Linked DNA regions of Mus musculus: all the other regions are linked to region 1. Evidence: chromatin contacts called from public HiCAR-type, HiChIP or PLAC-seq and promoter capture Hi-C data. All regions are on one chromosome and are shown on one strand. The core of a region is the stretch at or near the end of the contact, and the rest is flanking DNA. Distances in the headings are between cores, read along the strand shown.

Evidence for each region. Promoter capture Hi-C pulls out the DNA fragments that hold promoters and counts their contacts. HiCAR-type assays count read pairs that join an accessible place to other places. HiChIP or PLAC-seq counts read pairs in DNA pulled down with a chosen protein or histone mark.
Region 2: a contact with region 1 is called in a promoter capture Hi-C map of liver, with 4 times the contacts expected there. The contact joins the enhancer-like site here to the promoter of Fnip2 in region 1. A contact is called at or near these places in 7 of 39 promoter capture datasets (the 3T3-L1 cell line, cranial neural crest, liver and 2 more), 3 of 115 datasets of contacts at active chromatin or transcription factors (embryonic stem cells, fibro-adipogenic progenitors and stem cell-derived neural progenitor cells) and 1 of 9 other capture datasets (embryonic stem cells).
Region 3: an H3K4me3 HiChIP or PLAC-seq map of forebrain shows a contact between it and region 1, with 4 times the contacts expected there. The contact joins the enhancer-like site here to the promoter of Fnip2 in region 1. A contact is called at or near these places in 6 of 39 promoter capture datasets (the 3T3-L1 cell line, cranial neural crest, frontonasal cranial neural crest and 3 more), 1 of 484 Hi-C or Micro-C datasets (embryonic stem cells) and 5 of 115 datasets of contacts at active chromatin or transcription factors (bone marrow-derived macrophages, epiblast stem cells, fibro-adipogenic progenitors and 2 more).
Region 4: a HiCAR-type map of astrocytes shows a contact between it and region 1, with 2.6 times the contacts expected there. The contact joins the promoter of Rapgef2 here to the promoter of Fnip2 in region 1. A contact is called at or near these places in 10 of 39 promoter capture datasets (the 3T3-L1 cell line, cranial neural crest, embryonic stem cells and 5 more), 2 of 484 Hi-C or Micro-C datasets (cerebral cortex and nephron progenitors), 4 of 115 datasets of contacts at active chromatin or transcription factors (astrocytes, bone marrow-derived macrophages, effector CD8 T cells and 1 more) and 3 of 9 other capture datasets (adipose tissue, liver and macrophages).
Region 5: a contact with region 1 is called in a promoter capture Hi-C map of second pharyngeal arch cranial neural crest. The contact joins the enhancer-like site here to the promoter of Fnip2 in region 1. A contact is called at or near these places in 17 of 39 promoter capture datasets (the 3T3-L1 cell line, 3T3-L1-derived adipocytes, the C10 cell line and 12 more), 3 of 484 Hi-C or Micro-C datasets (bone marrow-derived macrophages, granulocyte-monocyte progenitors and muscle stem cells), 11 of 115 datasets of contacts at active chromatin or transcription factors (the NIH/3T3 cell line, acute myeloid leukemia, bone marrow-derived macrophages and 8 more) and 3 of 9 other capture datasets (adipose tissue, liver and pancreatic islet).
Region 6: a contact with region 1 is called in a promoter capture Hi-C map of embryonic stem cells, with 2.1 times the contacts expected there. The contact joins the enhancer-like site here to the promoter of Fnip2 in region 1. A contact is called at or near these places in 10 of 39 promoter capture datasets (the C10 cell line, the HPC-7 cell line, cranial neural crest and 7 more), 10 of 115 datasets of contacts at active chromatin or transcription factors (bone marrow-derived macrophages, embryonic forebrain, embryonic hindbrain and 7 more) and 2 of 9 other capture datasets (adipose tissue and liver).

Annotation. Positions count from the first base shown.
Region 1 is chr3:79,565,753-79,569,442 of GRCm38.p6, reverse strand. Fnip2 (folliculin interacting protein 2) reads left to right here and starts at 1,764. Exons shown (of 17, transcript NM_001162999.2): 1 at 1,764-1,934. The coding sequence starts at 1,840. It overlaps 4930589L23Rik (RIKEN cDNA 4930589L23 gene), which reads right to left and starts at 1,251. Exons shown (of 2, transcript NR_152118.1): 1 at 245-1,251.
Region 2 is chr3:79,082,031-79,085,720 of GRCm38.p6, reverse strand. It overlaps Rapgef2 (Rap guanine nucleotide exchange factor (GEF) 2), which reads left to right. Exons shown (of 24, transcript NM_001310536.2): 15 at 2,101-2,312; 16 at 2,399-2,522; 17 at 3,074-3,097. Among named protein-coding and RNA genes, the nearest start is that of Gm52609, 27 kb to the right of the region's middle. Within about 2 kb of position 1,745, at least 2 of the 459 cell types and tissues checked have an H3K27ac peak or open chromatin away from gene starts, as enhancers often do. A contact at or near this core is called in liver, where this site is marked.
Region 3 is chr3:79,127,212-79,130,901 of GRCm38.p6, reverse strand. All of the region lies in intron 1 of Rapgef2 (Rap guanine nucleotide exchange factor (GEF) 2), which reads left to right. Among named protein-coding and RNA genes, the nearest start is that of Rapgef2, 17 kb to the left of the region's middle. Within about 2 kb of position 1,776, at least 83 of the 459 cell types and tissues checked have an H3K27ac peak or open chromatin away from gene starts, as enhancers often do. A contact at or near this core is called in bone marrow-derived macrophages and forebrain, where this site is marked.
Region 4 is chr3:79,143,817-79,147,506 of GRCm38.p6, reverse strand. Rapgef2 (Rap guanine nucleotide exchange factor (GEF) 2) reads left to right here and starts at 1,761. Exons shown (of 24, transcript NM_001310536.2): 1 at 1,761-2,651. The coding sequence starts at 2,592.
Region 5 is chr3:79,179,646-79,183,335 of GRCm38.p6, reverse strand. It overlaps a transcript of Rapgef2 not described here. Among named protein-coding and RNA genes, the nearest start is that of Gm24150, 15 kb to the left of the region's middle. Within about 2 kb of position 1,590, at least 240 of the 459 cell types and tissues checked have an H3K27ac peak or open chromatin away from gene starts, as enhancers often do. A contact at or near this core is called in the NIH/3T3 cell line, acute myeloid leukemia, adipose tissue and 13 more, where this site is marked.
Region 6 is chr3:79,260,455-79,264,144 of GRCm38.p6, reverse strand. It overlaps a transcript of Rapgef2 not described here. Among named protein-coding and RNA genes, the nearest start is that of 6430573P05Rik, 25 kb to the left of the region's middle. Within about 2 kb of position 1,999, at least 69 of the 459 cell types and tissues checked have an H3K27ac peak or open chromatin away from gene starts, as enhancers often do. A contact at or near this core is called in adipose tissue, embryonic stem cells and extraembryonic endoderm stem cells, where this site is marked.

The DNA of each region.
Region 1 (3,690 bases), core at 515-3,014:
CTTGAGCAGATTAGAGCTATGCCCCACCCCCTCTTTTGATTACTTATATTTGTGAAATATGTTTGCTTTTAAACGTCTAAATGTCCTCTTTTTTTGTTTGCTTGTTTTGCTTTTTAGCGCTCTCTCTCTCTCTCTGTGTGTGTGTGTGTGTGTGTGTGTGTGTGTGCATGCGCGCGCATTGTGTAACTTTGTGCCTCTGAGTGCAGTGCCCTTGGGCACCAAAAGGGGGAGGACGACTTCTGACCTGGAGTTGGACTTGGTTGTGAGCTTTCTGATCCACTTGCTGGGAAGAGATCTCCAGTCCCGTGCAAACGCAGCTTATGTTTGTAACTGCTGAGCCATGTTTCTCCATCCTTAACTTTCCTTTGATCAAGTCTAAGAAATCTTGGTGGGTCATTTGTTCACCGTCCTCAAATTTGCTGGAGTCAGAGTGGAACTCAAAAGTAACTAACTCTAGCTCTACTACCTACCATCTGAACCACGTTAGAGCTCTAGGCCGCAAAACAGATTAATAAACTGTTTTGAATGTGGTCAGACTCTTCATAACCGCAGGTTCTTTAACGTCTTGCACCACAGCACAATAAATTCTCAGGGGGTCTGAGGCGTGAAAGCACAGGCAAATGAGTCTAAGCACACACTCAGCTTCCCTAAATCAAAGAATCTATTGAGTTTTTTTTTTTTTTTTTTATGTGCCCAATGTGAACACGAACTAGGAAAGCAATCATTTGTGTGTATATGTGGGCTTAACGCACGCACATATGGGCTTAGTACATGCACAGCTTTTGTGTGACTTATGTACCAGTGGGAACCAACACACCAAAAAACCCAAAAAAACCCCAAAAAACAAAAAAAACCAAAACAAAACCCGGTGACCTGAATAAACTGTTTGTAAATTCAAAATTGAGCCTGCTGATTTACTCTGGTTCCGGCAGTTGCTTGCTGGGACCTCAAATGCAGCAGGGGCCAGAATCCCCAGCAGCAACGTCAGGCACTAAAGTTGCTTCTCCAGCTCAGGCCACGTTTTCTGCTAGGGAGTCCTGGACCCGATAAAATGAGGACCAAGTTCAAGGGCTTTTCTTTCCAAAGAACAAAAACCTCCATAGTTGTGCTCTGGAGCTCAGTAGGTCAAGTGTGTGAAGACTCGTGCACCCCGCCCAACTCTCTAGCCCCAGTAAGAGCCCGGCGAGTGATAACTCCGGGCGTACCCCTAGTGATGTCGGCGCAGGGCGGGTAAAGCTGGCCAATGGAGACGTTAGGCCTCTATGCTCCTCCCCCTCCCCCCACACGCCCCGCCCCACTCCTCCCTACGAGCCTCTCCCGGCTCCACTCTCCGCTTCCCTGGCGCTCCTCCTCCATCGCCCACTCCTCTCTCCCACTCCCTTGTATTCCTCCCAACACGTTCCACTCTTCATCGCCTGCGCTCCTCCCAGTCCCTCTTGCTCCTCCCAGTCCCTCGTGCTGCCTTCTGACGCTCCTCCTCCCTCCTCCCGGCGCTCCTCCCCCTCGCTCGTGCACCCCCCTCCCTGCCATCCTCGTGCTCCTCCCCTCCCTCATGCTCTCCCTCCTCTTCTTCCCGTGCTCCTCCCTCTCCCTCGTGCTGCCCTCTCCGCGCTCCTCCTCCCGCGGGAGCGAGCTGTCAGCCGGGCGGGCCGGCTCCGTCATATGACCGGCCGGCGGCCGCGGCGCCGCACCTTCCGTCCGCTGCAGCGGTCCCGCGCTCGCGCCCCTCCGGGCGGCCGCGCCCCCGTCGCCATGGCCCCGCCGCGGCCGCCGTGGGCTGCGCGCTGAGCCGTCGGGTCCCGGAGCGTGGCCGCCCGCCCGGGCCGCCGCGTGCACGCCATGGCCCCGACCCTGCTCCAGAAGCTCTTCAACAAAAGGGGCGGCGGCGCAGCGTCTGCCCAGGCCCGGCCGCCCAAGGAGGAGCCGGCCTTCAGGTGAGCGCGTGCGAGCGGGAGGGAGGCCTCAGGCGGGCTGCATGGAGACCGGACCCCCGCGCCACCCTGTCCCCTCCTCCTGGGCGGGACCCCGCGCCACCCTGTCCCTTCTTCCCAGATCCTCCTGGGAAAGACCCCAGTCTCTCACTCTCCTCTGTCCCGGTCCTCCCGGGTGGGACCCCACGCCTCTCTCGCCCCTCTTTCTGGGTGGGACCCAGCAGCATCCTCTTCCCTCCCTCGCCGGGTTCTCCCAGGTTGGGCTCCTCTTTCCACTTCTTTCAGGGTCTCAGAGCCGCGAACCGCCCTGTCCCTTTTCTACTGCTCCTTCTGGGTGGAACCTCAGCGCCGTCCTCCTTCCTTGCTCTCCAGGTCTCCCCAGGTGGGAGCCCTGCGCCATCCTCTGCCCTCTTTCCTCAGGTGCCCCACAAAATTTCTCCATATGCCCCCGTGTCTGAGCACGTCTGGGACCGGTGTGTACCTTCCAGGGTCTCTGGAGGGAGAGTCACCTGCGTCTCCCCTGCCCCAGAGCCTGTAAGCTGTCATTTTGCAGGCAGCTCCAACCCACTGAGTATGTGACAGTATTTTGAAGTTGGAAAGGGTGAAGCCACGAAAAAAGCAGCTTCTTTCTTGCAGTGTATGACAAGCTCGCCGGCGGATGAATAAAAGTGTGTAATTTCCTCATCAGTTAGAAGGCTGATGCCGCATGATGAGTGGAAAGGGAGGGAAATGCTTTTTATGAAACGTCTCGGGTTCTAATTTAACAAAGCAGAGGCAGATATTTAATAGTTCATCTTCGGAACACATACCTTTGGATTAGCATGTGTTAAGCTGGCTCAAGACCCACAGCTCTAAGTGGCGGCTGGTCTTGCATTTTGAGCTAAGCAATTGGCTCTCAGTAACATCCCTATACTATTCTGCTTTTGAGTGGTAAGTTTCCAAAGATGCTCTCCTGGGTCCTGTACTGTCTCTCAGCACTACTAGTTGAGAAAACATTTTATTTGCCATTTAAGTTTTCATCACTATAAAACAAAACAAAACAAAACAGAAAACTGAACACCTCACACCGATTCAGACCTTCTAGGGATACTTTATGTTCAGAATGTAAGACTTTGAATTTTTTTTAAAAACAAACAAACAAACAAACAAAGGTCTCATTAGTCCAGGCTGGCTTTAAACTCTTGACAATCTTCCTGCCTTAGCTTCTCAAGTTCTGGGAACACCAACATGAAGCATCGCATTTGAAATGAATTTTGATTAAATCTCATCTCCTTTATTGCATAAAAATTCATTCAAAACACATACAAACACATTCCTATAGTTATATAAGATTTTCTTTTATCTTGTATTTCCAGTTTTATGTAGCCCAGGCTAGCTTCGATCAATTGATGACCTGATCGTCCTGTTAGTGCTTCTCAAGTGTAAGATTACAGTAAGCACGTGCTGCCATCCCTGGCTCCAACTTGGAGAGAATGAGACATTAAACAGAATAGCAGCATTTGTGTGTGTGTGTGTGTGTGTGTGTGTGTGTGTGGTGGGAGGTTGGAAGGTAAATTGTGAGGACTGCCTGGATCATGGTCAGTGCATTTCCGTTAGGCAGACTGGACCTGATTCTGTGCCTTCTATTTGTCTGCCTACCCGTGATGCTGTCGTCTAACGTCTCTGAGTTGTAGAATTACTTTGGAGTCAGGACATGTTAATTCTTCTTGGAATCCTAGACTAGACCAAGATTCCTCAGGTGTCTTCTTTGGTGGCCCTT
Region 2 (3,690 bases), core at 496-2,995, 480 kb after region 1:
ACTGACTTTATTTATATATATATATATATATATATATATATATATATATATATATACACACACACACACACACATACATATACATATATGTATATATGAATGATAGATTATATATTATACATTATATAATTATATATTATATACTTGTACGCTCACACATATATAATATATATATATATATATATATATATATATATATATCAGTGTCAGAACACCATGTAATTACCAATATATATTAGTTCATAATTGACCCTGTGTGTGTGTGTGTGTATGTGTTTTGTTGGTTTTGTACAGCCTCATGTACACTAAGACATAAGACGTAAGTGATTCAACAAGCAATTCTTTATTTCTGATTCAAAATCTTAGTTTTTTCTTCAGAGGCTGATGGGTTGTGATGATTTGTACATTCTCTGCCCCATGGAATGGCACTATTAGGAGGTGTAGTTTTGTTGGAGTGGGTGTGTCGCTGTGGGTGTGGGCTTTAAAACCCTCATCCTAGCTGCCTGGAAGCCAGTATTCTGCTAGCAGCCATCAGATGAAGATGTAGAACTCTCAGCTCCTCCTGCACCATACCTGCCTGGAGCTACCATGTTTCCACCTTGATGATAATGGACTGAACCTCTGAACCTATAAGGCAGCCCCATTTAAATGATGTCCTTAGGAGAGTTGCCTTGATCATGGTGTCTATTCACAGCAGTAAAACCCTAAAATAAAAGTGTTGCAGTAGGCTCTCTCTGCAGTAGTCCAGGCTGGCATACAACTCAGAATCCTGTTTCTCATCTGCTGGGATTACACATGTTGCCACCACACCCTCCTCTATTTCTTATAACTTAAACTTTCTTGATGGCCGGGGAGAGGGCTCTGTGAGTAAAGTGCTTACTGTGCATGGTCTTCATACTCATAGCTAGTATAATTTTTATGATGGAATATTTACCCAATCTTTGTTTTTTCAAATACTTGTTATGAGCCACATGCTGGACTGTGTTTATGAGTCTGCTGCAAAAGGAATTGTCGTGTCAGACTCTGAACTTTACATCTTATAATTATATTTAAATTAAATAGATTGAAAGCTTTAAATCTAATAAAAATCAAACATGTTTATCAAAATAGGACCTATTACAGTCAAAGTATGCTTACCAGTAAGAAATAGATTTGTCTTTTCCAAAATCTATGTTTTAGGATTCAACTACAACTTAATATTTTCTTCATCCAGATGGTTGTAGAAGCATTTTCCCTACAAAAATTGTGGTAGAAGTCAGGTCAGTGTGGTGGATGAAGGTCAACTTTAGACCAGTTGAACTTTTGTTCAACTTTGGAAGCAATGTATATCATATGGTTGAATGTTGCCATGGAGAAGAATCAGGTCCTTTCTGTTGACCAGTGCTGGATGAAGGCATTGCATGTTTTAGTTGGTGTATCTCATGATTAGTTGAACATACTTCTTGGATGTGATAGTTTTAGCCAGGATTCAAAAAGCTGTAGTGGGTCAGACTAGCAGCAGACCACCTAGTGGTGACCATGACTTATTTGGTACAAGTTTAGTTTGGGAAGTACTTTGGAGTTATGTCTAGGTCCAGACACAGAGTTGGTCATTACTGATCATCATATTCAATCTTTATCACATGACACAGTCTGATGAAGAAATAGTTCATTTGTTATTGCAGAAAACAAACAAAACAGAAGGGCCAGCCACTAAAGGCACCAGCTACCAAGCCTGGTCACCAGGGTTTAATCCCTGGACCCACGTGTTAGAAGGGAGACCTGGCTCCTGGAATTTGTCTTCTCGCCTTCATATGCTTGCTGGGATAACCTCCAACACACGCATACTCACATGCATGGAATGGTGAATGAATGAATGAATGAACGAACATATGAATGAATGAATATTAAAAATGTTAAGAACATAAACAGAAGTATAAAGGCAAATGGTTTGTCCCTTGCCCAGTTTTAGCTGCCACTCCCTCCCTAGTCAGGATTGGCACGACCCCTAGGGCGTTGTATAAGTTCCCATGCACACAGAGGTGTTGTGTTGCCTTGTACATCCTGCTTTGTTTTAGTGAGCATCATTTCATCCAATCTCTCTTCTCTGCTCCCCCTCAGTGGCCTAAACCTGGCACCGGTGGCAAGACTACGAACCACCTGGGAAAAGCTTCCCAATAAATATGAAAAGCTGTTCCAGGACCTGCAAGACCTGTTTGATCCTTCCAGAAACATGGCAAAGTACCGCAATGTCCTGAGTGGCCAGAACTTACAGCCTCCTGTCATTCCCCTGTTCCCTGTCATCAAGAAGGACCTCACGTTTCTCCATGAGGGTGAGCGCAGGTGGGCACTGTCTGTCCTGGTGGGTAACTCAGAATGGACACTGTGTGACTTCTTGTCCCTCCTCTGTTAATATCAGGAAATGACTCAAAAGTAGACGGACTGGTCAACTTTGAGAAGCTGAGGATGATTGCAAAAGAAATCCGTCACGTTGGCCGAATGGCATCAGTCAACATGGACCCTGCCCTTATGTTCAGGACTCGGTACGTGAGTTATTGGCCATGGCATGTGTCGGGTAAAAAGGTTAAAGTGAGCTTGACCACAGTAAGGAAAAGCTGAATAGTTAGACAGGAGTCATTATGATGTGCTGAGACAGTCACCTTCAAGCTTCCGTTTGTGGTGCTGTCTCTGAATTGGATCCAGGGCACATATGACAGTAATGCCAGCAGCTTGTCCTTCAGATAGTTTTAGTGAATGTTGGGTATAATGTTTACTTCTTATTGTCAGACCACTGAAGTGCAGAGTTAAAGCTGTAATCGGTAGCACTAGCTGGAGCAGAATTGTCATAATGTCCATGCACTGTGTTCATCTGTTGGTGCAGTAAGCAGTGGTTAGCTCAGTGGAGGGAAGGAACAAAATTGTAGTCCTCTAAGCCAGAGAGATGTATGTAGTGGATGTGTGCGAGGTGACTATGCAGTTAATGTCTGTGGGCTTCTAGAACTGCTTGTCCAGAAGTCTGGTCCTTTCTTTCTGAGCTTGTGATCTTTCTGTCTCTTTCTACACCCGTGCTTCAATCTCCGTGGCTCACTTACAGGAAGAAGAAGTGGCGGAGTCTGGGGTAAGTGGCAGAGCCTTTGCACGCTCAGTTCTTGCTCATCTTGCCGTGCCATTGTTTTCTTACCTGCTATGTTTTCTGAAGCTTTGCTGCTTTTTTTTTTTTTTTTCCTTAACCCTCTTGCTCTATCAGAATTTCAGATGCAAACTGACTTCAGATTTAATGTGTTGGGGCATTCCTGAAGTCAGGGCCACCAGAGCTGTGAAATGATTGCTATCATTCTGGGAAAATGTAGACGAGACATATTTCTCGGCTGTCTGAAAGATTGTATTGAAACACAATTTGTGTGTTTTGAAATGAAAAAGCTTAAGAAGCTGGGGAGGGAAGCATGCTCTTAGAAGGTAGAAATGGTGCAACTCAATAAGCCCTACCTATTGCACAGATGCAGGAGTGGGGTCAGGCACCCTCACTCCTTAAAACCGAAGTTTCTACAGCTCAACTAACTACTGTTTTCATTCTATATGAATCAGCCCCCTTCAAAAATAATTCCTAACAATTCATGTACTAAATAGTTTCCATAATAAATGTTTACATTTGCATGATCGTTGTATTAACAGATTTACTGTTTTAAAAACTCACCACATTCGGGCTGGAGA
Region 3 (3,690 bases), core at 527-3,026, 440 kb after region 1:
TAGTAAGACCTGTCTTTGTAGTCATGCCGTGTGTGTTTGCAAGGAGGTATTTTTAGATGGTTTAGCTGAGCAGCAATCTGACGTCTTTAGAGGAGACATCAGTTCATTATGTGGATACAAATTCTATGCTTTCAGCTTTTATACACCAGGTCTTAATTTAAATCCCTTCTTCTTGCCTTTTCTAGCGAAAGAGACTATATCATGGTATGTATTCTATTTCTTCCTAAGGCCGATCTTTCTGATTTACCTTCCTTAGATAAATGATCTAAGTAGAACGTTTTTATTTGTTCTCAACTTAATATGGATTACAGAAGCATGGAATACAGGGTCATATTTAAATGTGCCTTTTGTGCCATTATGTGTTATGCCGTACAGAGCTTTGCTATTATGATATGATTTCGGGGATTTAAGGTAGTTATTATGGAGCTCATAAGTGCTGTTTTCTTTGAAGAAGAAGAAGAAAAAAAAAAAAAAAAAGAAAGCAAAGGCCAGGAAGTGGGAGTTGTATACTTCTTAATTGTGCATATTGCATTTTCCTTTAAAAAGGAAAAAAACAAGCCTTTTGTTTGGGGAAAATAATTTAATGCAGAAGGTATAAGACAGAGCATGAGTATTTGCTTTCTTGTTCTAAACACAGTGTTTGTGTGACGTTAGGATGAGATCTTCTGTCTGATTTTTCTCACCCCACTCCAGTACGGAGAGAAAGCTCTCCTGGCCTATGCATATTTGTGTGTGTTGTATGTGACACTTGTTCTCATAGGGTGAGAACCTAAGAGGATGTTCTTGGTTTACTATAAACAGAATTTTTCCCGCTAATTTTATGACACCCAGTTTTAGGAAATAATTCAAATAAATGTATATTTAAAAAAGGACTTAATTTTAAGTAAATGTTCTTTATTCATTTTCACAAATTTAAAGGTTGCGCCTGCTCTGTATCAGATTGTTAGGGTTCAAGTAAAAACTTCTGCTGTTCATTCAGATGTGCTGTCTGCGTGGTGGGAAGACCCGGGAGTTTAGAATGGTCTAGATTTTTAATACAGTTATTTGATGATATGGAAATTCTCTGATATTTTAATTTATCATTTTTAAGCATACATTGCAAATATAAATAACTGTCATAGAAAAATAAATGAGTTATTTAGCTTGAAAGATAGACATTACTTGGGGAATCTGATTAATGATGGGCATCAGTCTAAAGAGTGAGTTTTCATTAAAATAAAAGGCGAAGACATTTCATGTATGTAATTGAAATTTTAGTATGGGAAGGCTCTGGCATAACAGTCTCACAGTATGGAGGACAGAAAGAAGCACTGCAGACAGCACATCTCTTTTCTTTTTTTTATATAAAGAAATCCTTTCTTGTTCTGAAAAATTAGTGTTGTTATGTAACCATTTAAGAATGTATCTGAAGCCTGATGTTAAGTGAGTCAGATCCAGCTTCCCAAGGATGCTTCTTTACAGTGGAATTCAGGGGCTTGCCAGATTCCTGAGCCATGACTTCATTCTCCAACCCCTCCCCAGATTTACATGCACTGAAACGCTGAGAAACCACACAGAAGCGCTGATGCCAAACCTTCACGTGCTGTGATGGAACTGTCCATATCTTAGCGACCAACTTCCGATTGAAACTTTTGTATCATCAAAGCAACCTGAATGCTCCACCCCCCCCCACCACCCCTGCCCCAACACACACACACACACACACACACACACCGCTGCCCTGGTTTGGAGTCTCCTTTCAGTTTCCTCAGAGTATCAGTTGTTCCTTCTGAGCTTGTCCCAACATCAGCCAACCCAGAATGGCACCTGTGTCTTTCTAGCCCAGTAGCACAGTACTCCACTGACCCCACCTATTGCCTGTGCTCCCCACTCGCCCACTGCAGCACCTTCCTGGAGGAAGAAACTTTCATAAGCTCCCTCTTGCTCATGGCCTCAGGGAATCCTTCAGGAATTGAGAAAATTGAACATCATCTCATAAGTAAATACAACTTTATGGCCCTGGTGACCAGTCACCCGGAGAGGAGGCATGTGATCATGAGAGGTTGCTTCTTGTCAGTTTCGTTATACAGGATCGTGTATGGGAGAATTTGGAGGTGCCTGTTCCAATAGTAACTCATCTCTTCTTACCTTGCTTAACTGTGGCTGGGAGTATGAGTCTGCTCATTTCAGAATTCCTCACAGATTTGAACTGTTTTTACTGAAACATAAGCTTCTGTAAGTCGGACACTCTATTGCCTTCTCCCTCCTTCCATGGTAATAGTTATTGTTCACCTTGTGATTAAGCATGTCCCTCCTTAATTAACTCATACGTTCCCTGGAGGCTGCTTGGCATCCCTGTGGCTTCTCCCTTTTGCTCTCCAGTTTCCCACAGTTAGTAGAAACACTAGAGCAGACTTTGTGTGGTTGAGCATATAGCTGATTTACTTGGTGCTCTTTGTATTTGGTGTGGATCAGTTTCTCTTGATACTACTCTACAATGGGATGGAAAGGATCCTGTCTCAGGAAGCTTGCTGGTCCTGTTGGTACCCTTGAAAGCACTGAAGGGTGAGGTTCATTTGTAAAGGCATAGCGATGTGAATGGGACTATCCAACCCCATTTGTACTTTACAAACTCCAACTATGTTTCTGTATTGGGGGCAGCACACATTCCCCAGCACGTTTAGAAGATCATAAGTGCAGGTTTAGTTGTTTAACTTTACTTAAAAATATAAGTGAACTCTTGTTTTATATTTCTGTGGCTTTTTAATTTTTTTTAAACTGACATGTGTATTCACACACATGCAACTTTGAATCAATGCTTTAGCTCAAAAGGAAGAACAGGCTGAGATTCTTATCTTCTGTTAACATTGCTTAATTCTTGAATCTTTTCTCTTTCACTTTTGAGATTATAATGTAATGACATCATTTCCCCCTTTTCCTTCCTTCCTCCTCTGATCCTCCCATACACTCTCCTCGCTTTCTTTCAAATTCATAGCCTCCTTTTTATTAATGGATTGTTGTGCATGCATATATGCATGTGTGTGTGTACATATGTGTGTGTATGTACACACACACACACACACATACACACACCCCTAGATATATCCTGCTCAGTCCGTGACTGTTACTTGCCTGTACATTTCAGGGCTGAGCCTTTGGCGTTGGACATCCAGCTGGTGTGCTCTTCCCTGGGAAAGACTGTTTCTCCCACTCTCCGCACTCCTTAGTTGCTATCGTTCTTTGAGTAGAGATGAGGCTTTGTGGGCTTTCTCCTGTCCACATTGGCATGTCTGTCTGTGTCATACTCGTTACACTCATGCTTAGGCAGTCATGTTGGTGAGACTATGGGTATCGCTTCTGACATCAGCAGGAGACACATTCTCACAGCAAACTACCTGATCCTCTGACCCTTAACAGTCTTTCTGAAACCTCAAAGAATCTATCCCTTATGGTATCAAAATACTGTCTTCCTCATACCGTTATCTTGATCATCATCATCATCATCATTATTAATTAATATTATTATATTTTTATGTGATTTCTTGTTACCATAGCTTCAGAGCGGAAGCCTGGCCCAGCAGTTCCAACAGATGCGCGGAGACCATCTATGTCAGTGGTTGTCAGTGACAGAGATAAGTCATGGGGGAAAAGCAGAAACCATTTCAATCAGTGCATTGGAAAAGGGGGTCTAGTTAATCTAAGTTTGTCTTT
Region 4 (3,690 bases), core at 512-3,011, 420 kb after region 1:
TTCCCCTGTCCTTTGGTTTGGTAAAATGGCACATTTTAGTCTGTTTGAGGAACATAGAAGATGGAAGATAGGTGTGAAATGATGAGGCTTTGATTTCAAAGAGCTTAGAAATGAATATGGCAAGTGTGTTGGATGTGTAGTGTACACAATGAATCCAGACTGTTGGCTTTTTTGGGGGGCAGGGTTAAAGGCCAAATAATAATTCCTGGAAGGGGATGATAGCAGCAGAGATGAAGAGAAACTTAGATGAAGGAAAACTAGAAACAGTGTAATGGATATCAGGAGGAACGGGTGTTGAACATGCTTCAAACATGTATAACCCTGTACCAGATCCAAGCGGCTTTTTATCTGCATAACATACAGGATGGAAAAACAGGGAAAGTCGAAAATGAGGAATTCTTGCAAGATTTGGTTGTGAAGTGTGGGAAGAGAATGTCTGTAGACATAGGAAATTGTGTCTAAGGAGGAATCTAGTTTAATTTTGCCTTTGAGGTAGGAGAGGCACGGACGTTTAAAAGTTGACAGGGCAGATCTTTGGTTGGGAGCAGTATGTTCAAATCTGTGGCGATTAGGTAATGAGTAATGTAAGAAGTGTAAGAAGTGGGTGGGAGGCAGGGAGAAGAATCTCCCATCATGATTGGAAAGAATAATTGCCTTTTGTTACGGAGGGGAAGAGAGAAGAGGATGGATACGGTCTTCAGATAGACAAGAGACCCAGTAGGAATCCCTGACAGTGCCAAAGGCCACTGTAAGAGATGACATGTTTTCCATAACTGCTTTCTGTCCTCTCTTCCATTCAAAAGTGTAGCTGCTTGTGAGAGCTGATGGAAGTGTCTTTATTCCTCGTCAGCTGTAATGCAGCCTCCTCCCAGGTAACCTGTGTGCGTAGGTGAAATTAAGACCGTGGGAGAATAACATTTCTTCATTAATTTCAGTTCCACCTCTAGAAGTTTGGTTTGTTTAAAAAAAAAAACAACCCAGGTGGTTTATTATAATATTATTGACACGACCATATGTGCATCTGTGCGTGCGTGCGTGTGTGTGTGTGTGTGTGTGTGTGTGTGTATATGTGTGTGTGTGTGTGTGTGTGTGTGATTTCATCTTCTAAATTTAACAAAGCTTGCTAAGCCTGCATTTTATAAATTTTAAGACAGTCTTATTTACTATGGCACAATAATACTTGAGGGTGGGGCAGAGGTCACATTGATTCCTTTCTCCCCACCTTGGTTAAAAAAAAATTCATATTTTAGTTCAAAGCTGTTCAAGTAAGTCCTTGCTCCGTTTTCCCACCCTGTCTTCAGTGATATTATTTGGAGTCAGCAATCAATGGATTCCATCCCTCTGAGACTTGCTTAACCTACAGCCGCTGATATAATACAGGCAAGAGCTTGTTACTTTATCTGAATTGTCCATCGCTACCTTAATGAGTGAAATGGTTAAGTAGAGGAGGGGGCGAGCCTTAAGGAACGTGTGTACCGTTTGAGCTGAATATTTCAGCGTATATGGGGAGAGGGAGGGAGAGAGAGAAACCCACTTACATCACTAGAACCTCAGCGAGTGTGAGGCTTGCAGGTTAAGAGACAGACTACAGTGTCTTGCTTTCTGCGGGAAGCAGCAATGCCGTTTGTTTCCTAAGAGGGATTTTTTTTTATTTAGAAAAGGAAGCTTTCTCTACCCAGGAAATGGCTTTCCTTGTGCGTTGCTATGCCAACTGCCTGCAGCCATGGTCCTCCAAAGTAAGCACAATAATGTAATTATATTGGTGTATTGCATTCAGACTCATGATTCTTGAGATTGTGTGTGTGTGTGTGTGTGTGTGTGTGTGTGTGCATGTTCCATGTTTCTGTCAGTGACTCCGGCTAGCAGGCATGCTTGTGTTGAGTGTGAGGGACAGACATCATTAAATTAAATGTCCATCAGTGTCATACTGCTGAGATTAATTGTGTAAACTTGGTTAGTGGAGTGGGACAGAGATCACTGGTCACCACTGTCAGCATCATTAGCAGCTAGGGAGGAGGTCCTGATTCACACGCTCTGCCCTGATTTTTTTTTCTCTTCCTCTCTTTTTTTTCCTTGGTTGGAGGGGTCTGTATGTGTGATTGCAAATGAAACAAGAGTGTTAACAATGCTTGGCTGAATGCTAGAGACTAGCTTTTCACCACCCTGGCTAATATAATTCTGTATTAAGCCTTTTGGAGGGGAGTCTGTGTGCAGTCAGCCATTTTAGCTTTTTTTTCCCCCCTTTTCTTTTGCCTCTTGTTCTTCAGCCTCAGAAATGATCTCGTTCTATCAGAAGCCTGAAGGCTGGGTGAGGTTCCCTCAGCCTTGTCAGAGCCTCCGAGGGTTAGAGTTTCAGTGTGATAAAAATGGAGCCGAGCCCTGTCGTTCAGATTCCTTTTCTGTCTACAAGTGTGAAGGGTTTTTAGGCTCACCAGTAGTGACACTTTAAGCTGCAGCCTGGTTTTCCCTCCTCCCTCTTTTTTTTTTTCCTCCCCTCTTTTTCTTTTAATTTCATGCTGTAGAGGGTGACTTGCCGTCGTGAGAGGTTGGTACATGATGTGTAAATTCAGTTCAGCATATGTTTCTTCATTATGAAACCACTGGCCGCGCCTGCTAACCATGGAGTTCTGGGCCAGCAGGAGAAGCAGTCTGTAAGTATCCAGGCGCTGCCGGCATCGTGGGCTGCCTGGCTGGGGGGCAGGCGATGTGGGGAGCAGGCAGGGAGTTCTTTTCCATGGAGCGTTGCTCTTCTCCAGGGGAAGCAGTGTTTTAGAGGGTAGAGAGAGATCCTCTGCTCAGAGGAGGGAGGGAAGGAGGGAGGGAGGGTGAGCTACAGCTCACTCATTCTTCCGATTTTCTGTGATTTCTGAAAATCTTAAGCAAGACCAACAGTTCATTTAAACAGGACCACTAACATTGAGAAATACTAGACAGCTAATTATTATTTTTTTTTGTCATTAGAAAATAATATAGTTTTCAGTAAATGCCCAAGCAGTTTGAGAAACCAGTTTTGGTTGAATTTAGTGAATCATTATAAGAGGTTCTGGCCCATGGGAATCTGGCAAGGAATGCACGTGGAGGTGGGTGGGAGGGTGGGGGCTCTGGCTATTGATTTGGCAATGAAACCATCGGTGGTACACTTCTGACTCCTTAACATTTGTTAATTGGTGGTGAAAGCACACTGTATTGTTTTAGTGCCACAGGAAAGATTACTGCTCCTTTGTAATTGGTCCCATGAGTCAGCTGTGCGATTGTCTTGCTGAAATCCCACAGGCAACAACTGCTATTTGTGAGAAACATATTTCTGTGTCTAACTCCAGGTCAGAGCCTCCTGTTCCGGGAATATGTGCACTCCTGTAGTGCGACTTTTGTGTCACCATGTTACAAGTTTTTTGCCGTTTTGCCAGTTCATGATATTGACATATATATGTGTGCATATGTATGTATGTGAACACATATATGTATATGTATGTGTATGTACATACACACATATATGTTATTCTCCTTATAATGTGCTCAGATTTAGGTGGGTGTATAAGCATTTTAGAACTGTCTCCTTACATATCCTAGACCTGTACATTATGATATAGGAGTTAGTTTTAATTTATTGTAAGAATTGATGCAGTAGTGTTGAACTTTAAAAATACTTATAAACCACTAAAGCCTTGGAAATGAGTAAGTAGGATGCCA
Region 5 (3,690 bases), core at 341-2,840, 390 kb after region 1:
AGGCTTTTTTTCCCTAGAAATTTAGTATTATCAGTTTTTTCATTGATGTCTACGATACGTTTTGAGTTAATTTTTCTGAGTGGTTTGAAGCTTTTTATTTTTGCATGTGAAGTCAGTAGTTTTAGGAAGATTCCTTAAAAGAATCTTTACAATCCTTTCAGGTCTATGTGTATGTGTAGGAGTGTATGCCATTTAGAGTGCATGTGAACAATGTCAGAGGACAAATTCATAAAGTCCCTGTGGGTTCTGAGCATAGAACTCAAGTTGCCCTCTCGCCTGCACCACAGGAATTTCTTAATTTACTGAATTACCTTCGCATGCTTTTAAAATCCCACTGAATTAATTGTTAAACATTTACATAAAATATTTAACTAAAGAACAAAAAACCCCCATTTATCCCTCTGTATGTTTGTCTGCCTTTGTGTGACCTAATGGTACATTTGTTATAAATATCAATTTTGTTCTTTGTTAGAATTGTTTTGCAGTTGTCTTCCATTATAGATTTAAGATTAGCTTATTGGTATTAAGAATGCCGGTTAGGATCTGACTGGGTTGCTTGGACTGAAGTCAAACACCAGCTTTTTCCATGAGCATAGAGTACCTTTTTATTTCAGAAAATTTCCTTTCACATACAGGTCATGTGTATCTCTTATTAGGTCATATGTTATCTCATATTAGTCTTGATCATAAACCTTTTAATAGTAAATCACAAGATTTTACCACTTCCGTCCATAAGAGAAATTCTGAAACAGATTAAACAATGTCAACAGTGTTGATTTTTGTAGAAAGGGAGGAAACACTCATTTTACTCATACCACAGTGTGATTCATTAGAAAAGCCCTCATTTCCCTCAGCTGAGCTAAACCAGTTGGCCTTTTATTACTTGCTAACTTTGTAGTAAGGTATACGTGTGTGTAAGTGTTCTTTTCCTTGTTTCAAACAGGTTTTGCTAGGTCCTGTCTCACAAAGGCACACTAGCATTTTACCTTAGGAAGTGTGCTGCATCCGATAGATGGCTGGGATTTGAAGCCAGCCTTGTAAATGTGCTTCAAGACTGAGGTGTTTGATTTTATCAGTCTTACTCACTCACCAACTTATTATATAGTTCTTAATGTATCTTTGTTGTTGTTGCTTCTGCGAATGTTATAAAAATTAGGTTGTTTGTGGATAGATATTGGAACCGAGCCGATGTCTCTGACTCAATATGCTCAGCTTTGCACTGTGAAATGGTGAAAATTAACGAACCATTTTGGTCATGGCACGGGTCCCTGTGCTGAAGGGAGAGCCTGGCCTGGACCATAACTTTTGAAGAACCAGTCAGGTGACATCTGTGCCAAAGCACAGTGGTCAGCAGAGTCGTGTTTGTGCCGCTTTGTAGAGGGATAGCAGCAGATCAATTTAGCTGAGCTGTCTGTAGCAGGTCGGTGGCGAGGGCACAGACACTCCCAAAGCGTAGCCCTCATACCACTGTCCCAGGCTGCTTTGGGTTGTGGCACGAGAAAAATTTGCTCTGTGTAGCCCGGTACATCTGAGGTAAGAACAACTTTATCACCGGAAGAGGGAAAGCGAGAGTCACACAGCTTCCTCCAGCCTCGCCCATCTGTGATGATGTAAATATACGCCAGTCTTTACCGCACTAATCCCTCAGGCCAGTATACAATTCAACTCTTTTGGTGGAGAGCAACCGGCTCTTCGCACCGCTCTAATACATGTTAATAACAAAGATTGCAGCTGTAGCTCTTGTGAACATTTGACCTTGAAGCCTCACAGGAGGACAGACATTGCCGATTTCTACTTGTCCTTGAGTTACAAGAGTAGATAATGAATTAATACAAATTGATAAAGAGTATCTGTCAGGCAGCTGCTGAGGTCATGAGACTGGTATGCGGAAAGAGTGCCCATACAACATGCGTAATACATAATGCAGCCCAGAGAGGTGGGTGGGTCATGGAAGCAGGAAGCGAGCCTCAGAAGGAATGTTGGCTCTGCTAGAGCCACAAGCCCGGAGTGCATGGGCTCACCAGCAGCTAACAGGGAAATGGGAGCGCTTGCTGCTACAGAGACGTAGCCGTAGACGGTGGCAGCACTGTTGCTGTACTGGGGCTTCAAAGACATTGAAGACAGTGCAGGTTGGATTTTTAGAAATTAAAATGTTCATACTACAAATATTAAATGCTTAATGCTTCTTAAGTAGAGGAACTGAACAGGGGGGTGGGAGAGTAGGGGGGCACAGTGAAGAGCCCTTCCTTATTATTTTTGTATGTGCTTGCTACATTTGTAAGTAAAGATTCAGTGCTGGGCTTCCAAACTGCCATTGAGTGCTTGCTGATGGTGGAACATTTCTAAAGTAGCTGTGGAAGGTGTCTAGAGACGGTGAAATGTGTGTAGTTTCCAAATACTTAGGGAATCGTCGCCACTTAGTCCACTCTCTTGACACAGTGTGTATACAGACACACACACACACAGACATAGACACACACACACACAGACACACACACACACACATTTTGTAATTTACATGAGGTATGATTTTATTTAGTGCCTGCTAATTTTTGAGTGAATGTAAAACATTTAAAAAGATTCAGTGTGTTTTTATGGCAAGTTTTTCAGTGTACTTTGCTGTTTTCTCTTGACTTGGGGAATGAAATTCCAGGCTTCCACAGTTGCTACCATACTTTGTCTAGACAATGAGATGTGACTCTTTCTTTGAAGTCATCGATACATACATTGATTTTGGTTCAGGAGCATCAGTTGGTTACTTACATTTTAGTTAATTAGATTTATTTATAAGGAGATTAACATTCAGTGTCTATCACTTTCTAGGAATGACGAGATGAGAAATAGGCTCTCTGATAGTTTGGCGTTTTAGATGATTTGGTAAATTTGGATCGCCTGTCAGTGTCTCAGCTTCTCTGCTGTGCTCTGATCTCCTGGTTGTCTTCCCTGACAGGAGTAAGTTTACATTCCGATGTAGAGAACTTGCATTCCGCCAAGCAGTTCTGACGCACACAAGAATGTGGAGGCCCATACACAGGGCAAGGTTAGGGACACTGGCAGAGGGGGCTTCTGTGCCCAGCTGCTGCCTTTTCCAGGACACTCACACTAATAAAACATGCTCTTGAATCAAATTGGGAGGAAACGTGCTGACAGAAACCTAGGCTCGACCAGCCTTACAAACTTCTGCTACCCATTAGTTACTTATGGGAGTTTACACAAACTAGGTAAGGTGCTTTTCGCAGATTTGTGCTTTCTGGTTATGAGCTCTACCTAGCGGGCTGTTATAGCGCATTTTGGATTATGTAATGTCATGCTATTTGCACCTATTAAGAACATTTTCCTTACTTTATTTTGATTTGAAGAACTGAGTTAATTTGTAATTCGTAATTTTTAAATTGTTCTGTGCAAAACCTTCAAGTGGGATGAAACTGTGGACTGTTGTACTGTGGTGTGTGCTGAGGTGTGTGCTATGTGTTGTGCTGTGTGGTGTGTGGTGTGTGCTGTGTTGTGTGTTGTGCTATGTGCTGTGCTGTATGCTATGGTGTGTGTTGTGTGCTATGTATTGTGTTGCTGTGTGTTGTGTTGCTGTGTGTTAAGAGCTGTGCTATGTACTGTGCTGTGTGGTGTGTGCTGTGTTGTGTGTTGTGCTGTGTGCTGTATGCTGTGGTGTGTGCTGTATGTTGTGAGCTGTGC
Region 6 (3,690 bases), core at 750-3,249, 310 kb after region 1:
GGAACGGAAGCAGAAGCTACGGAGGAAAGATGCTTACTGGCTTCCTCCTCAAGGGTCTTACTCAACTCAGGATGCAAACTGAGGTACCATCCCTCAGGTCTACAGGGATGTCTTACCCAGGTCAGTCATTAATGAGGAAACTGCCACAGGCCAGCTCACAGGCCAGCTTGATGGGGACATTTTCCTAATGGAGGTTTCCTCTTTCCCAAAGACTGACTCTAGCTTGCGTTCAGTTGACAATAAAACAGTCAAGACACTAACTGAGCTACATTCTCAGCCCCCGAAGGATAGTTATTCAGAATGCTCTGCAAGCTCACTTTTATTTTGGAGACCAGCTTCAGGTCTGAAGTTTAGTTTCATTGAACTTATTATTTTAAAAAATAATTCAAGGTACTACAGTAGAGCTGGAAAGTGTACTTTAAAATTAGACACATGTTAAACAAAATTATTGTTATTTATTCTTAATTTTTAGATGGCATCCTGTAGACAGCCTTCTACTTTTCTATCTTTTCTTGTCTGCCTCAGAACTGCTGTGATCATGAAATATATATCATCATGCCTGGTTTTTATCGTCGTCATCATCATCATCATTGTCATTTCTGGTTTTTTTTTTTTTTTTTTGAGATTGGGTTTCTCTGTGTAACAACTCTGGCTGTCCTGGAACTTACTTTATAGACCATGCTGGTCTCAAAGTCACAGAGACCCACCTGCCTTTGCTGGGGTTAAAGGTATATGGCATCATGCCCAGTGTAGCTTTATTATTTTTAATTATACCCTTTTAAAGAACTAACTCAGTTTCATTCTCTTGGATTATCTGGCCTCTTGGATTATCTGGCAGCAGTACAGTTAGTTACTGATTTTATTTATTTAATTTTAAGGTTTTTTGTTTTTTAGTTTATGTGTATGCATGTTTGCCTGCATGCATGTATGTGCACTATGCATGTGCCTGGTGGTGTTTTTTTTTTTTTTTTTTAATAATGCCAGCAGTGGTGGCTCATGCCTTTTTTTTTAATTAATTAATTTATTTATTATCTGTAAGTACACTGTAGCTGACTTCAGACACACCAGAAGAGGGTGTCAGATCTCGTTATGGGTGGCTGTGAGCCACCATGTGGTTGCTGGAATTTGAACTCAGGACCTTTGGAAGAGCAGTCGGCGCTCTTAACCACTGAGCCATCTCCGCCAGCCCCGTGTTCTTAAGGCCAGAAGAGGGTGTCAGATCCTCCAGAGCTGGAATTCTAGATTGTTGTGAGTTACCATGTTGGTGCTGGGAACTGAACCCAGTCCTCTTAACTATTAAGCCATTGCTCTAGCCCTGATATTTAATAATTTTAATAACATGTAAGATTAACTGAAAGCTAATTTGTCACCAGAGACCATGTTAAGCACTTGTTGCTATTGGTATTTTTAGCTCTTAGGTTTCTTTATTCCCCCCCCCCCCCCGTCGTCTCTCTCCTTCCCTCCCTCCCTCCCTTCTCTCTGTCTCTCTCGCTCTCTTTCTTTTTTTCTGTGTGTGTTTGGTTGATTTTTCTTTTTTTTTCTTTGTTTGTTTGTTTGTTTGTTTGTATGTGTACACTTAATTCCACCATCAGAGTTGGCATGTTGAAGAGAACTCTGACGTCCAGTTGAGTTGTTCAGGCTTTGGTACCTTGAGCTGTATTAAGGATTGATTGCCTTTTTGGTTGGTCTGTGTGTGGTAGAGAACCGTTTTTTTTTTTTTTTTTGTTTTTTTCTTTTTTTCTTTTTCTTTTCCTACAAGTAAACTAGCCAGGAGTCTGGGACTGTGGGGAACAGAATTGGCAGGCTTCTTATTTCCACTCCTGGTGAAATTTCAGTATGGAGTCTGCTAACACTGTCTCTGTGTAGGGGCTTAGCTGGAGATCTTGGCTTCCAGTGCCAGACTGCAGTGACTAGGGAACAGCCTCTCATCTAGGGAGCCAGCTTTCTGGTTGGAAGCCACAGCAGGGTGGTTTGCATGGGAGAGTAGAACATTCCTGGCATTTCTAACCTTTGCCCTAGGGATCCTGGCTTCAGTTGTCAGCGACTCTGTTGTCTGATGTGTGTTCAGAGAGACAGTTGGATTAGTGTTTGACCAGGATTGAGAAACATTTATTCAGATAGCCTAAGAACAGCTTGAAAGATTGTATCTTATGTAGGAGCCCTGCTCAGATCCTTTCAAGTTATGTGACTTGAGTAACACTGTGGTCTGGTCTGGTCCAGTCTGGTCAGGTCTGGGGTCCGGGGTCCAGGTTTCGGTCCGGTTGGATCTGGTCGGGTCTGATCCCCCCCCCCCTTTCTTTCGAGACAAATTACTGCTGTGTAGCTTAGCTCAGGCAGGTCTGGAATTCACTGTGTAGCCTAGGTTGGACATGAACTTATCCTCTTGCTTCCATATTCTGAGTGCAAGGATTTCAGGCACGTGCCACTGTACCTGGCTCCAGCATCCCTTTATGATTGGACCTCACAGTCTCAATGACCGAATGAAAGACAGATTTAACTTGATGTGTTTGGGATTGTGAGCTCTCAAGGAGTCCTAGCTGCTTCTGAAGTCCTAAAGTAATCCCTTCTGATGTTTGGTTGTTGTACTGTCTGGTTGTGTGTGTCAACTTGACACAGCTGGAGTTATCACAGAGAAGGGAGCTTCAGTTGGGGAAATGCCTCCATGAGATCCAGCTATGAGGCATTTTCTCAATTAGTGATCAAGAGGGAAAGGCCCATTGTGAGTGGTGCTATCTCTGGGCTGGTAGTCTTGGTTCTATAAGAGAGCAGGCTGAGCAAGCCAGGGGAAGCAAGCTAGTAAGGAACATCCCTCCATGGCCTCTGCATCAGCTCCTGTTTCCTGATCTGCTTTAGTTTCAGTCCTGACTTCCTTTGGTGATGAACAGCAATTTGGAAGTGTAAGCTGAATAAACCCTTTCCTCCCCAACTTGCTTCTTGGTCGTGATGTTTGTGCAAGGTTTCTATTCAGAAACCCTGACTAAAACAGTTGTGATGGGTGTGTCTGTTTAAATATGTTGTTGAGTCTTTGACTTTCAGACTATGTGTTTTCATCTGTGGCAAGATCTCTGGTCTTCTGGTACATAGACGGCACCTTCATTACTTCAAGAGAGACAGTCACAGCACCTCAGAATGGAGACGTTTCAAAAGTTCCTGGCTTTTTTCTGTGATATTTTCTCATTTATCTTACCCCCCTCCATTTAAATTATAACTTCTCTTTTCAAACCATTCTTTGTTCTCTATTTCTCACACTCTTATTTTCTTCTATTTTTGTGGGATGCTGGGTCAGAAAGGAAGGTTAAGTACACAGTCTGCTATGTGGATGCTTGTTTTCTTCTGGTAATTGACAGTTAACTTGCATTCTGAGTGCTCATGGTCGTGATTTCTGTCTCTGGAATGTTTTCAGGGTTTTAGAAGTGCTAATCACTTGTACCTCCACTATATATTTTTAAAAATTAATGTTTCCAGTAAGTTTTTTCTTTTCTTTTTTCTTTTTTTCTTTTTTTGTATGGTTCACACTTAAGTCATACAGAAGGGTGCATGGTGGAAGTTTCCTCTGCCTCCTGGAGGCACTGCATAGTTCCCACTCCTTTTGTGATGCCACTATAGGTGCTTGTGTATTCTTCTGGAGTCTTCCTTCCCAGCCACAGTGCATCTGCAGTGTACTCTAAGCATACCTTGCTGATTTAGCAG